2 separate regions of the Mus musculus genome follow, and region 1 is linked to region 2. Evidence: chromatin contacts called from public HiChIP or PLAC-seq data. All regions are on one chromosome and are shown on one strand. The core of a region is the stretch at or near the end of the contact, and the rest is flanking DNA. Distances in the headings are between cores, read along the strand shown. Region 1 overlaps Cbx5 (chromobox 5). Region 2 holds the start of Atp5g2 (ATP synthase, H+ transporting, mitochondrial F0 complex, subunit C2 (subunit 9)).

The links. HiChIP or PLAC-seq counts read pairs in DNA pulled down with a chosen protein or histone mark.
Region 1: an H3K27ac HiChIP or PLAC-seq map of extraembryonic endoderm stem cells shows a contact between it and region 2. The contact joins the enhancer-like site here to the promoter of Atp5g2 in region 2. A contact is called at or near these places in 5 of 39 promoter capture datasets (the C10 cell line, cranial neural crest, hippocampal neurons and 1 more), 1 of 15 datasets of contacts at CTCF or cohesin (the NIH/3T3 cell line), 2 of 484 Hi-C or Micro-C datasets (embryonic stem cells and forebrain), 10 of 115 datasets of contacts at active chromatin or transcription factors (craniofacial prominence, embryonic basal ganglia, embryonic stem cells and 4 more) and 2 of 9 other capture datasets (adipose tissue and embryonic stem cells).

The regions. Positions count from the first base shown.
Region 1 is chr15:103,216,313-103,223,231 of GRCm38.p6, reverse strand. All of the region lies in intron 1 of Cbx5 (chromobox 5), which reads left to right. Among named protein-coding and RNA genes, the nearest start is that of Cbx5, 20 kb to the left of the region's middle. Within about 2 kb of position 1,666, at least 84 of the 459 cell types and tissues checked have an H3K27ac peak or open chromatin away from gene starts, as enhancers often do. A contact at or near this core is called in the NIH/3T3 cell line, extraembryonic endoderm stem cells and trophoblast stem cells, where this site is marked.
Region 2 is chr15:102,667,807-102,674,673 of GRCm38.p6, reverse strand. Atp5g2 (ATP synthase, H+ transporting, mitochondrial F0 complex, subunit C2 (subunit 9)) reads left to right here and starts at 3,627. Exons shown (of 5, transcript NM_026468.2): 1 at 3,627-3,656. It overlaps Mir688 (microRNA 688), which reads left to right and starts at 2,808; the gene lies at 2,808-2,882.

The sequences.
Region 1 (6,919 bases), core at 417-2,916, 550 kb before region 2:
CTTGTGCTTCCCCGTCCAGAGAAGTACAGGAGGACTATAGGCACACACTACCATGCCCAGCTACCCTGAACTGGTGTCTTCCCTCAAGGGTTTTAGAGAAGAAATTTCGATTTCTCTTTGAGTATAGTGGTATGTGCCAGTAATCCCAGAACTAGGGAGGCAGAGGCAGGAAGATTACTGTAAATTGAAGGACAACATACTTGACTGTATATAAAGGGGAGGAACCTTGGGCCATCTGAAGCTTTTGATCAATGGCATATTTTGTGTGATAAGAGGGAGATTTGCACGTTTTTCCCTTCCCTTCTCTTTAGCTAGAGCTTGCTATCTGGAGAATTTTTGCTGCCGTTTTGTTTTGTTTTGTTTTTTTGTTTCAAGACAAGGTTTCTCTGTGTAACAAGCCTGGCTGTTTCCTGGAAGTCTGGTTTGGGGCTGGAGAGATGGCTCAGAGGTTAAGAACACCGACTATTCTTGCAGAGGTCCTGAGTTCAATTCCTAGCAACCACATGGTGGCTCACGACCATCTGTAATGGGATCCAATGCCCTATTCTTGAGTGTCTGAAGACAGCAATGGTGTACTTATATAAAAATAAATAAATAAATAAATAAATCTTTAGCCGGGTGTGGTGGTGGACGCCTTTGATCCCAGCACTTGGAGACAGAGGCAGGCAGATTTCTGAGTTCGGGGCCAGCCTGGTCTACAAAGTGAGTTCCAGGAAAGCCAGGGCTATACAGAGAAACCTGGCTCGAAAAACTGAAAAAAAAAAACAACAAAAAAACAAAAAACAAAGTAAGCCAAACTGGTCTTAAACTTACAGAGACTCACCTGCCTCTGCCTCCTGAGCGCTGGGATAAAAGGTGTACACCATTAGTTGTGGCTTACAGATTCTTTTTTTTTTTTTTTTTTAAAGATTTATTTATTTATTATATGTAAGTACACTGTAGCTGTCCTCAGACACTCCAGAAGAGGGAGTCAGATCTCATTACAGATGGTTGTGAGCCACCATGTGGTTACTGGGATTTGAACTCCTGACCTTCGGAAGAGCAGTCGGGTGCTCTTACCCACTGAGCCATCTTACCAGCCAGCTTACAGATTCTTATTGTGATCCAAAAATAGAGAATTCATTGATTATGCATCTGGATACTACAACCAAATAATTTGGTAATTCAGTGAAGTATTCACCAGTTAGTTATCCATATTGCTTTGTTTCTTTAATTGGCAATGAAAAAAATAATGTGCCTGCTATGCCATGCTCCTTTAAGAAGACTAGAGCTGAGCAGGGACTTTGTGGAGAGTTTGGCTCAGTAATTGCTTAATGCTAACAGTTAGCCATTATACCTATTATTCTGGATTGATAGGGACCAGCAGATTTCTTTACTCTAGAATTTTGTGTCCTCTCCCCCCCCCCCCCCCCTTTTTTTTTCTTTGTGTAGCTCTGGCTGTTCTGGAAATCACAGTGATGGGTCTGCTTCTACCTTCCCAGTGTTCGAATTAAAGGTGTGTGTCATCCCTTCTCTTCTTTCTGCAACACCCCCCTACACACACACACACACACACACACACACACATATCTTGTATTTTGAAGATTCAACCTTTAAATAATCCCTTGTCAGTGGTTTGGAATGTGGGTTTGACTCAGCCTGACCACAAAGTTCTTTCTTGCTTTCCCAAGACTGATTTCTGTCCACATCTCTGGCTGAGGAGCCTATAGGGTGAATTTGCCTTATGTCACTTATAGGAAGGTCTGTTGGTACCAGTCTTTTCTTAGCCCTATGGGTTCTAATTGCTGCAATCTATGGTATATACTCCATTAGTATTTAAGAGAAGACTGAAAGCTGTTTTGCTTGAAAAGGCTCTCTAGAAACCTGAGAAGTTCCTCAGTCCTTCCCATGAAGATTTCCATAAGGATACGGTTGCTTGTCCTCTTTTCTTCTGCCATAGTATCAGGATTCTGCTGTAATCGCTCCATCATCCTGCCGGCTGTATCTCATTTCTAATACTGGAATGCTTCTCCTTCCCAGGCTCAGCTTGATCCACCAGTCCCGATGCTTTATCTGGTACAGGGACTAGCCTTAAATTGTCCGTCTGGCTTTGTGTTTCATTTGACCCTAATACACTGGGTTGCACTGTCTAAAAGAGAATTATGTCCCCTCCCATGTCTGAGTGCATTTCTCATTTCTAACTGCAGCTCCTGAGCAGATCTGTAACTTCAAGGTTAAGATAAGACACATTCCATCAGAACTATGTCGTCATCCTTGCCAGCTTCTGATCTGTGACCGTCCAAGAGATTTATAAGACAGTTGTATGCCATTCTTTAAAGTATATTATGGTTGGACTCTGACTCCTGGCATCAGGCCCAATTTGATTTGTCAGCTGTTACAAAACCCATTTCCCATAGAGAAAGGGGCCTTGGTTCACATGCCCTTCAGGCTGCTCTTACAGATAAACAGTTAGTAGATCTGAACCTTTTTATTTCCTAGAGTTTTATAAGGATAAAGGTAAATAACAAGAATATGTTGTCCTTTGTTGAATTTACTTTTGTTGTTTTGTGCATGCACACATACACATGAGCATACTCTGTAGTGGAGTATTCACACCATGGCAAGGAATAGAGGTCAGAAGACAAGCTTGTAGTGTCAATGTTCTCTTTTCCACTTTTGTGGGATCCAGGGATCAAACTTGGGTCATCATCAGGCTTGCATAGCAAGCTGAGCCATCTCAATTGCTCCCCATAATATAGCTCTTAATATAAATCCAGCCATTTCCCTAGTATGTAGGCCATGAAGATTATTACTCTGTTTTTTAGTTATTTTTATTTTGTGTGTATGTCTGTGTACTCCAGGTCCATTGTACTAGCAGAAGTCAAACCCAGAGGTTGTCAAATCCTCTGGGATTAGAGTTACAAACAGTTGTAAAGCCACCAATGGGTGCTAGGGATCAATCCTGGTACTCTGGAAGAGCAGCCAGTGTTCTTCAGTGCTGAGCTATCTATGTAGTCCTTGCTTGTTTGTTTGTTTGTTTGTTTTGTTTTGTTTGAAACAAGATCTTGCTATGTAGATCTGGCTGGCCTGAAATTCACTGTGTAAACCAGGTTGGCTATTAACAGTGAATCTACCTGCCCCTACCTCTCTACCTTTTCAAGTGCTGGGATTATAGGCCTTTGCCGCTGCTCCCAGCTATTTGTTCATTTCAGTAATGCTGAGGTTTAATATAAAGGTTATTTGCTCAAGAGCAATTGTACCTGGCAAATTACTACTTTGACCATATTTGATTTTCTCTGGTTATATTTTCATATTCTTTAATTAAAGAAAAGATGAGGCCAGGCATAGTGATATACACCTCTAATCCCAGCACTGGGGAAGCAGAGGCAGGTGGATCTCTTGAGTTTGAGGCTAGCCTGGTCTACAAGTGAGTTCCAGGACAGCCAGAGCTATTCAGAACCTGTCTCAAAAAACAGTCTTGCCGGGGTGGCACACGCCTTTGATCCCAGCACTCGGAGGCAGAGGCAGAGGCAGAGGCAGGCGGATTTCTGAGTTCCAGGACAGCCTGGTCTACAAAGTGAGTTCCAGGACAGCCAGGGCTATACAGAGAAACCCTGTCTTGAAAAAACAAACAAACAAAAAAAGAAAAACAAAAACAGTCTTGGGATTTTGGTTTAGTTTTGTTTTTTGGTGTGTATTTGTGTGCATGTGCGTGCCTGTGCATGCACATATGCAGTACACATGGGGGTGCACATAGAAACCAGAAGAAGACATCAGATCCCCTTAAGATGAAATTACAAATAGTTGTCAGCCACTTAACATGGATGCTGAGAGTCCTCTGGAAGAGCAGCAAGCTCTACCAAGTGAGCCATGTCTCCAGACCTCATTTTGTTTTTATGTTAGTCTTATTGTAGCTCAGATGGCCTCCAACTTGTGACAATTCTCTTTTTACCTTCTGAGTGTTGGTAGCAGAACACTGCTACATTGACTGGGGAAATGGCTTGGTAAGTAAAGGTGCTTGCTGTCAAGCCTGATCTGTGTTCAATGTCTGTAACTCACATAGTAGAAGGAAGAGTATCTGCCAGTTCCCAAAGTGTGTCTTTTGCTCTCCATATGCACACTATGGCATGCAGGCATCCAAACACTGTACACTGTGTGTACAAAAGACACACTTTGGGAACTGGCAGATACTCTTCCTTCTACTATGTGTACTATGTATACATATATGTTTAGTGTGTATATACACACACACACTATACATATGCCATGCATATACTATATATTATATAGTACATATAATATGGTACATAGTATAATATATATTATAGTATATACTATGTAGCATATACTATACTATATATTAAAGAATATATTATATAGTATACTGTGGTATATATATAGTATATATACTGTATATAGCATGTATAATATGCATAGTATATATAGTATGCACTATATAATGTATAGTGTATATATGCACACTTTTTTTAATTTGAAAAGTTGTGATAGTGCTGGACATAGTGCTACATACCTCTAATCCCATCACTTAGGATGCAGAGACAAACAGATATAGATCTATGAGTTCAAGACCAGTCTGATTTAAATTGTTAGTTCCCCAGGAAGGTGGTACACATGTTTAATCCCAGCACTCGGGAAGCCACATTAGAGGCGGAGGCCTGGTCCACATAGAGAGTTCCAGAAGTACACATAAAAACCCTGTCTCAGGGAGGGAGGGAGGCGGGGGGGGGAGAGAGAGAGAGAAAATATTAGTGAGTTACAAGACAATTGGGGAAACAGAGAGAAGCTGTCCTTTAAAGAGGGAAGGAGCAAAAGACCATAAGTGTCTGAACTTTGAGAAATTTTCTTTTTTTTTTAATTAGGTATTTTCCTCATTTACATTTCCAATGCTATCCCAAAAGTCCCCCATACCCTCCCCCCACTCCCCTACCCACCCACTCCCACTTTTTGGCCCTGGTGTTCCCCTGTACTGGGGCATATAAAGTTTGCAAGTCCAATGGGCCTCTCTTTCCAGTGATGGTCGACTAGGCCATCTTTTGATACTTATGCAGCTAGAGTCAAGAGCTCTGGAGTACTGGTTAGTTCATAATGTTGTTCCACCTATAGGGTTGCAGATCTCTTTAGCTCCTTGGGTATTTTCTCTAGCTCCTCCATTGGGGACCCTGTGATCCATCCAATAACTGATTATGAGCATCCACTTATGTGTTTGCTAGGTCCCGGCGTAATCTCACAAGAGACAGCTATATCAGGGTCCTTTCAGCAAAATCTTGCTAGTGTATGCAATGGTGAGAAATTTTCTAACAATAATTTTTTTTGTTTTTTTTTTTGCTCATAGTAACAAGCATTGCTGGATGGGTGCAAGCCAACTTACTATTTAGGAGTTTGAGGCAGGAGATTTTAAGTTCAAGGACTTCTTGGATTAACTTGATGAGACCATTTTTCTGAATAAAAATAGGGAAATGAACTAGAGAGATTGTACATTGGTAGAGCACTTGCCCAGCAGTGTTAGATGTGCTAGGTTCAATCATTAGTACCATAAAGACTCTCATGATAGCCAAATTTACCACCTCTTTCCCACCCCCATTGGCTTTAAATGTAGATATCCACCTGCCTCTCCTGTGTACTGGAAGTAAAGTCATGTACCACCATGCCCTCCAGGCTTCTTTTCTTTTGAAAAGTTTTTATATAGATATGTATTATATGTTGAACATACTTCACCACCCCATCCACTCCTGTCCTTCCATTTATCACCCCTCTTTGTAGTTCCTCTTCTCTATACAGCTTTAGTTGTACATACGTGATTTTTGTGTATCTCTATAAAGTAGGAGCTACCACTGAGAGAACATACTGTATTTATCTTTGAGACTGGCTTCTTTGGATATGATTATCTCCAGATACATTTGTTTTCCTGCAACTGATGTAACTTTATTCTTTATGTCTGAAAAATATTTCCTAGTATATGTATGCATTTTCTTTATACATCCCTCTGTTGCTGGGCACCTAGGTTTGTTCTATATTTTAGTTGTTGTAGATAGCATTGCCGTAAATGTTGATGTGCAGTATCTCTGTGGTATGCTGACTTGTAGTTCTTTATTTTTTCCTTTTTAAAAAGTTTTTAAAATTTATTTTATGTATGAGTGTTTGCTTGCATGTATGTTTGTGTACCACATACATGCCTGTTACCCTTAAGAGGGTGTCAGATCCCATGGGATTAGAGTTATAAGTGGTTGTGAGCCACTCTGGGTGCAGGAACCCTGGTCCTCTGCAAGAGCAGTAAGCGTTCATAATCACTGAGTTACTTATTTCTCTAGTGCCCGGAGTTCTTTTTGATTGTCTCTTTTTCTTACTCTCCCATTGAAGAAGCTTTAGCATGTCTGATACCACAAAATGTTTAAAATCCCATATGTGAAGCAAATATGCTTATCAGAGCCAAGTGAAAAGACATTGTATATATGCCTGATTTATTTTTTTTCCTTTCCTTCTGAAACTAGATCTCTTGTAACATAGGATGGTTCTGAACTGGCACTGCAGTTATGCATGACCTTGAATCCCTGACCTGTTTCCTGTTAATGGTTTCTGCTTTCTTCTTGTTATGGTATTATTATAATACCATCTCTTTATTGGGTATTAGGGATTATTAATATGAAGAGTTACATGAATAATATATCGGGATATTAATTACTAAAAGTCTAAAAGTCTGTTTTATAGCATTACAAGGATAACTAATAAATACTTAAAATTAACTGTAATGGCCGTGGCCAACTTGCCCTTCCCCCTTTTTAAACTAAGCACCTAATTTTTCCCACCTGTAAATTCAGTTGAAAGGGGTTTGTTTTGGTTTTTGGTTTTTTTGTGGTGTGGGGATGTAGCTCAGTAGTCTGTATTGTTACCATTCCTTCTGGGCTCCGCCCCAACAGCCAGG
Region 2 (6,867 bases), core at 2,378-4,877:
TCTCTATTTAGATCTGGCTGTCCTAGAACTTACTATGTAGACCAGGCTAGCCTTAAAATCACAGAGCTTTGCCTCCCAAGTACTGGGATTGAAGACACATCACACCTGGCTCTCTGGAAATATTTTTAACTGACAAATAATAATTGTGTTTATTGATCAGGGTGTGGTAGCACATGGGTCTTGAATCCCAGCACTCAGAAAGCAGAGACAGGTGCAAGTTTGAGGGCAGTCTGATTTACATAATGAGTGCCAGGGCTGAGTAGAGAGACTCTGGCTCAAAACAAACAAAAAAAGTGTATATTTATGGGCATAATGTGATGTTTTGATCTACATATTCATTATAGAAAGACTCTATGTAGCTGATTAACATACACTTTATCCAGTCAATTCATTTGTATATGTCAGAGAAAACCTTAAAATTTATTTCAGCAGCCTTGAAATATCCAACACATTAAATGTAGTTAACTGCCAAGTTACTAAACCGTCTTTCTTCAAACTGTAACTTTGTATCCTTTGATCAACATCTCCCTTTTCTCCATCTCATCACTTGACATCTTTTATACCTTCGGTCGGTCCCTTTTATGTTTCTTCCTGTGAATCCTCCTGTCTGAGGTTTCATATTGAACAGAGCTAGCTGTGCCTGTATGATTTTGATTTTTTTCTTCTCTTAACTACTCTGTCTCCCGGCCAAAGGCAAATATATTCAAGACAATCAAGATTCTTTCTTGGTGACCTTTGAGGAAAAGAACTCATGGAATTTCGATACGTGGGATGCCAAACCTCCTCCTAACCTACCGGTCAATTAAAAGAGGTCTCTGTTCCCCTGAGGGTTGTTAACCAATCGGAGGAAAGGAAAGATCAATCTCATTTCTCCGTCACTCTACTGCAGGGAGGCTGCTAACCAGTTAGAATTTGCCACTAGAAGTCATTAGGAAAACTGGCCAATCAGACCAACCTTGTTACATGGCCTGGTCCGGAAGAGACCGGGACTGATTGGAAGGGATGGTTCTCGCTCCACACCCTTTCCTCCCAGGACCGCAGGTTCCCTAGTTGTTGAGAGAAGGACCCTTCCCAAGCCCAGGGTTAAGAATATCCCTAGACCCCACTCCCTCACGTGCCTCAATTCAGTTTTTTGGCATGCCCCTGCTCTCTTATTGTCTAATTTCCTGCTTTAAACCTTGTTGCAGAAGCCCTCAGGATTTTCAGCTTCACAGATTACCCATCACTATGTCAACTAACTGGTTTTGCATGATTTATGTGATTGAAAAAGTTTTGTAATATTTGAATCTCTTTCAGGAGATAACCGTGCAAGGACCCTTCACAATAAACAGTCTCACGGGAGCATGACAGAATTAAATTGCAGTGATCGTAACTATAATACTAACGATAATGATTATGGCGATTATTGAACTTTTACTGAGTACCAAGCCCTCTGCTAAAAGCTTCATGTACATTATTATCTCAATATAGGCTGCAGGGTAAGCGCTGTTATTATACCCAATTTTAAAAGGAGAGGGGAAAAATGACTTAAAAGGGTTAAATAACTTGCCCAAGGTCACATGTGATTTGGGAACTCAGGTTTGTCTAACTAAATCCTACCACTCGGGCCAGGGAATTATCAGACTCTGCAGTAACTTTTAGGAGAAGCCAGGGTTAGCTCCTCACAGGCCCTTTCTCTGATTCATCCTCCTCCGGGATTTTGTTAGCGATATATATACGAGATCTCTAAATTGTCGCAACCAACAGCTGCAACACCATTTGGTGGCGGCAGCTCCTAAGAACTATAGATTGTGCCTCTTAGGGTATGAAACTAAGAGCTACAAAGAATTCAGTTTTTGGCGGAGCGGGGTGTTCAGGGAACCTCAAGGGACCAACTCCTAAGCCCTGCTAGCCTGGGCCCCTCAGAGGGTGGCGGGTTTGCCTTTTCTCACACGGCATCTCACACTGCTTAGTACTTGGAAAAATACCTGTTGCTTCCTAAAGATCCCGGTTCTGCCCCTGCCCAGGTCAACAACTGGCACTGGAGGGAGATTTGGGGACCTCAGGAGAACCTGCGAGCATCCTAATCCAGCTGAAATCCAAGGTTTAGGAAAGGCGGGGAGTCCTCCACCCTCTTCTTCCATTTCTCCCCACACTTTCCCTCCCTTTCAGGAGCTCAGGGCCATAAAAATGCAGATGGAGGATCGGTGTGAAATAACGGGCCCATATAAATCCCTCTGCCGCCCGCCTGCAAGATGGATTGGCCGCATTGAAATTCCTCCGCGAGGATAATTAAACTCGGGGCCTCATCCGGGCAAAATTACATTCCTGTAATGGCGTCGCTCGGGGTCCCGGGAAATTGCTCCGTGGGCTTTCAGCGGCGGTTTTTATCGCCGGCCGGGGTGTGCCTGGCTGCGGCTCGCCTCTCCTCCGGGACCGTAAAGCTGCTGCCGTGATTTATCCTCCCCTTCTCCCAAATCCGATTAAATGGAGGAGCTTGGGGCCGGGGCGCCGCGGGGCCGGGGGCCGGGAGGGGGTGGCGGGAAGGACGGGGCCAAGGAGGGGAGGACAAACGGCCCCTCAGAGGGTGGCGGATTTGCCTTTATTTACAGCCGCGGCTTTCTTTTTATTTTTTTATGGGGGTTTGGTGAGCTCTTCCCGTCTTTCTCGCGCTGCGTCCAAGCACCCTAACCGGACAGCCGGGCTAAGGGGCTGGGTCAGCCTTGCAGCCGTCTGCTAGGCTCGTGCGTTCCTGCGTGTACACAAAGGCCTGCTCCAGGACTAGCGCAGGAAAGCCCCCGCCCACCGCCACTGGGGGAGGGACGGGCGAAAGGGCAGTGAAGAAAAGTAGGGGCTTGCTTGGGGAGAGCACCTCGCAGGCGACTACTTATTCCAGCTCGCCCCCCAGCAAGTCCGACAGGAGGTAAACTGGTCGCCTGGGGTGACTTCGCACCCCTACTGCAGGCCACAGGTGCGGTTATCCCTAATTGATCCCAGGACTCACAAAAGGGAGAATCAGGCCTTGTTTACCCCCCCAGTCTTATGACTCGAAGATGCTGGGTTTTTTTCATGCTTTGCTCATCAACGAGATAGGGAAAACAAAAATAAAAATAAGTTAAAGCAGAAACTGCCATGGCATTTTGCTAATAGCATTGGGCCAGTTCCCATCTCCCACCCAACGTTGCCAGTGTCCTGAGGGTGACAAGAAGCCAAGAGTTCTGTGATTTTATTTTCCCCTGCTACATTTTAGGCACTGAACCCCAATCCCTACTGTATGCTATAAACAATTTCCGAGTAGACTGGGTAGGGTGTTTTTTGGTTTTTTTTTTTTTCCTTAACTTTGCGCATGCTCGGAAAGGGGACTCGAGTCCAAGACTCCAAAAATGCTGTGCAGTCCACAGTTCCACCACGTTGCAGATCAGCAAGAGTTGGCGGCTCTTCCGTGCACGGTGGGCTCCTTTTGCAGTTTCTCCTGTTGGACGCCAGGTGGAGTGCTTGTCCCCCAAGACACCACCAACCTGGCAGAGGGAGCTGTGGCGTCCCGGCCGATCCTCTAGCTTGTGTCCACTCTATCCATGGAGAAAAGCGACTCGTTGGCTCCGGCCGCGCATGCGCAGAGCCTTCCCTCGCGCTTCCCGCGCCCCCGCCCCTCTCTGTCTTCTCTGCCCTGGGAGCAGGTAAGGCCTTGAGGCCTCGCGTCCTCTTCGTGCCGCGCAGGCGCGCGCAGCAGTACCCCTTGCGAGGACGCGTGGCCGCCCTGACCTTGCTAGCTCCCACGCGGGTCCCTGAGCCCTCGCGGTCCCGGCATCCCCACGCGGAGGGCTACCCCTTCCTCGTGCCGATGACCTCTAACCGCGCGGGCCTGGCGCCATCTTGGGTGTCTCACGGGGGTTGGGGGCTCTGCGGCCGGCGAAAGGCAGATGCTGGCGAGCGTGTTCTCTCCGGGCGCGAACCAAGGCTTTTATGGGTGCTCTTCGCTCACCCACACGCCTTTCACCATTGTCATGACCCCAGACTCTCCCCTCCTACCTTTGCCTCCCCTTGTCATCCTGAATCAAAATAGCCTTTATTTTTTATTTTTTTGAAGCTTGCAGACTTTGAACCTCAGGACCTCTGGCGCAGTCAAGCTAGTTCACCGTCCAAAGCCATCATCTCCCTAGTCAGCATCCTTCAGTTTGAAATAAACTGAACGTGGTAGAGAGTAACAGAACAGGCTAACCGGCCTGTGCACAGGTGGCAGGAGTGAGGCCTGAGCGAGGCCTGTTCCCTTAGAAACTGGTTGCCTCTAATGAAGGCCCTGACATACTAATGAAGTTAGAAATAAAATCTTAAATGGTGGAAATGGAGGTTTCTGTTAGGCAGCAAGCCCAGAAGATGGGAGCAATACGAGCTTTAGAATTTATACCTGCCAGCTAGTGGGAAGGTTTAAGGAACGGAATGGTTAAGTGGGGAATTCTCATTGTGGAGGGTTTCATTGCTCTGGTGTGGGCTTGCCCATATTAAGTGACCACTGGAAGGGCTCGCCGAATGATACGCTTGGGTTTATTACACACCAGCAACAGATTATACTATTCCATATGTTTGTAAACTATTAAATTTAATTCCCCTACTTTTTTTTTTTTTTAAGAATTGTTTACTGAGTTCTCTGCAAGCAAGCAGTGGGTTGGGCAGTAATTAGAGTATTGCCAGAACTACATTTTATAAGTTACCATGTTAAAACTTGTTTTTGGAAAAACGTCTTCCATTTTATTTTGGCTTCTTGACTCTAACCCACGTTTACCTCAAATTTATGATCCTTCTGCATCAGCCTCCCCAGTGCTAGGATCACTTGCACATACCACCATGCCTAACTTCAGACCTCCCTTTATTCACGTGTATGGTGACATGTATGCATGCATGCTGAGAGGTTAATGTGGGGGGCATTTCCACTCCACCCTCACCTTTCGAGACAGGATGTCTTACTGACCTGAAGCTCATCGACTCTGATTGCAAGCCAGTCAGCTTCAGGCCACCTGCTTCCATAGGTACCCAGCGCACGGGGTGTGGCAGGCACCATCATCTAAGCCATCAACCCAGCTTAAGCCTCTATTGCAAAAGTTTTAAAGAAGTACTGGGTTTCGACTCAATTAAACCTGAGTAGGTGGGCATCAAATCTGGGTTTAGGTTGCATAAAGACAAAAGGGAGGAGTTTGTTACAGGGTCGCACTGTGTAGCCAAGAATTCACAGAGCTCTGTCTGCCTCTCTGCCTTCTGAGTGCTGGGATGATAGATGTGTTCCACCGAATCCAGCAAAAAGTAAAGTTTTAGATAGAGCCAGCCTGAAGACAAACATTGGTCTAAAAGTAAAATTCAGGATTTACAAGTAGCATATCTGCCTTGGACAGGTTGCGTCCAGTGTACTTAAGGGAGTAGTGTTTAACAGGCCTATACTTTGAGCATCTTAGTTTATGGGCTATTCAAACTTCAGAGAGAAAAAGCAGGGGACGTAGCTTGGTGGTAGGACACGTTACCTAGATTGCACTAAGGTCCTAGGTTCTACCTCCAGTGTGGCCTCCCTCTGAGTGAAATTACAGAGTTACAGTCCTTTCTCTCTCACTGACAACCTGTTAGTGTTGTTGAGGCCATACCATTGTATACCTTAAATATAAAATGATTGGAAAAGTTGTTTAAAATATTGGCACCAGAGATCTTGTGTTTAGGGACTGGAGAGATGGCTCAGAAGTTAAGAGCAACTGCTGCTGTTCCAGAGGCCCCAAGTTTGGTTCCCAGCACCGGTGTGATGGTTCATAACCATCTCTAGGGAGTTCAGTGCCAGCTCTGACCTACCTTCTTGGGCACTAGGTGTGCATGCGGACAAAACATACATACAAATCTAAAAATGTCCTAAATTATTTTATGTGTGTGAATGTGCAGGTGCACATGTGCCTGTGGAGATCAGAAGAAAGCTCTTGGAAGTACTTCTTCCACTATGTGCTCCAAGAATCAAACTTGTTTTATCAGGTTTATAGGGCACATGGTTTTACCCTCTGAGCCATGCTGCTGGCCCAGTGACAGTCACTTCATATATATATATATATATTCCCTCAGATAATTCTGATTCAAGTGGACTTCTCGCTTCACTTGAGGAAGACACTGTCCTAAACCTTTACCTTACATATTCTTCCTTTGGATCTTGAAGACACAAAACTTAATACCCCTTAATGGAGTGGTGAAATTTTACAGTTGATGCTTATTAGATTAATGCTAGGGTTTCCCTCATTGATTGGCTGTATCTTGTTAAAGTAGAAATCAGTATTTTAAGGAGTGAGATGCTAAAAAGATAGTTGAAAAACTTCCAGTGACTTAGTCTTCTGAGAACTCTCCCAGAAGTTTAGGGATTCTGTAGGGATGGAGATACAGCCAGCACTAGGCCAGTGTGCTTCAGGTCTAGGGCTCTAGCCCTAACAATCCCCAGACTCTACCCAATAAAAATGAATACTAGTTCTTTCTGTCTTGAAACAAGGTCTTACTCAGTAGCTCAGGCTGGCCTGGAACTTTCTGCAATTTTGCCCTTGCCTCCTGAGTACTAGGATTGCAGGTGGTTGGAGCCTGTACACTGTACACTGACTGCTTCTAGGCCCAGACACTGAGACCAGAGAAGGGATGCTTTTGAACCTAGAAGAAGAAAAGGAAAGCAAGGGATGCTGGGGAAATTACGTTGACAATCCCAAACCGTGGGCTGTGGAAGTGGTCATGGTTCTTTAAGCAGGGAGCAAGTCACTTACTTGCCCAGGCCATGAAAGTCACTTGATTTCAGGATTCTGGTGTCATTTTGGCTCTCTGAGCTAATTAAGCTTCCTAGCGATCCTTCTCAGGTGTGAGGATGAAGTTTAAGTAGCAAAGCAAAGT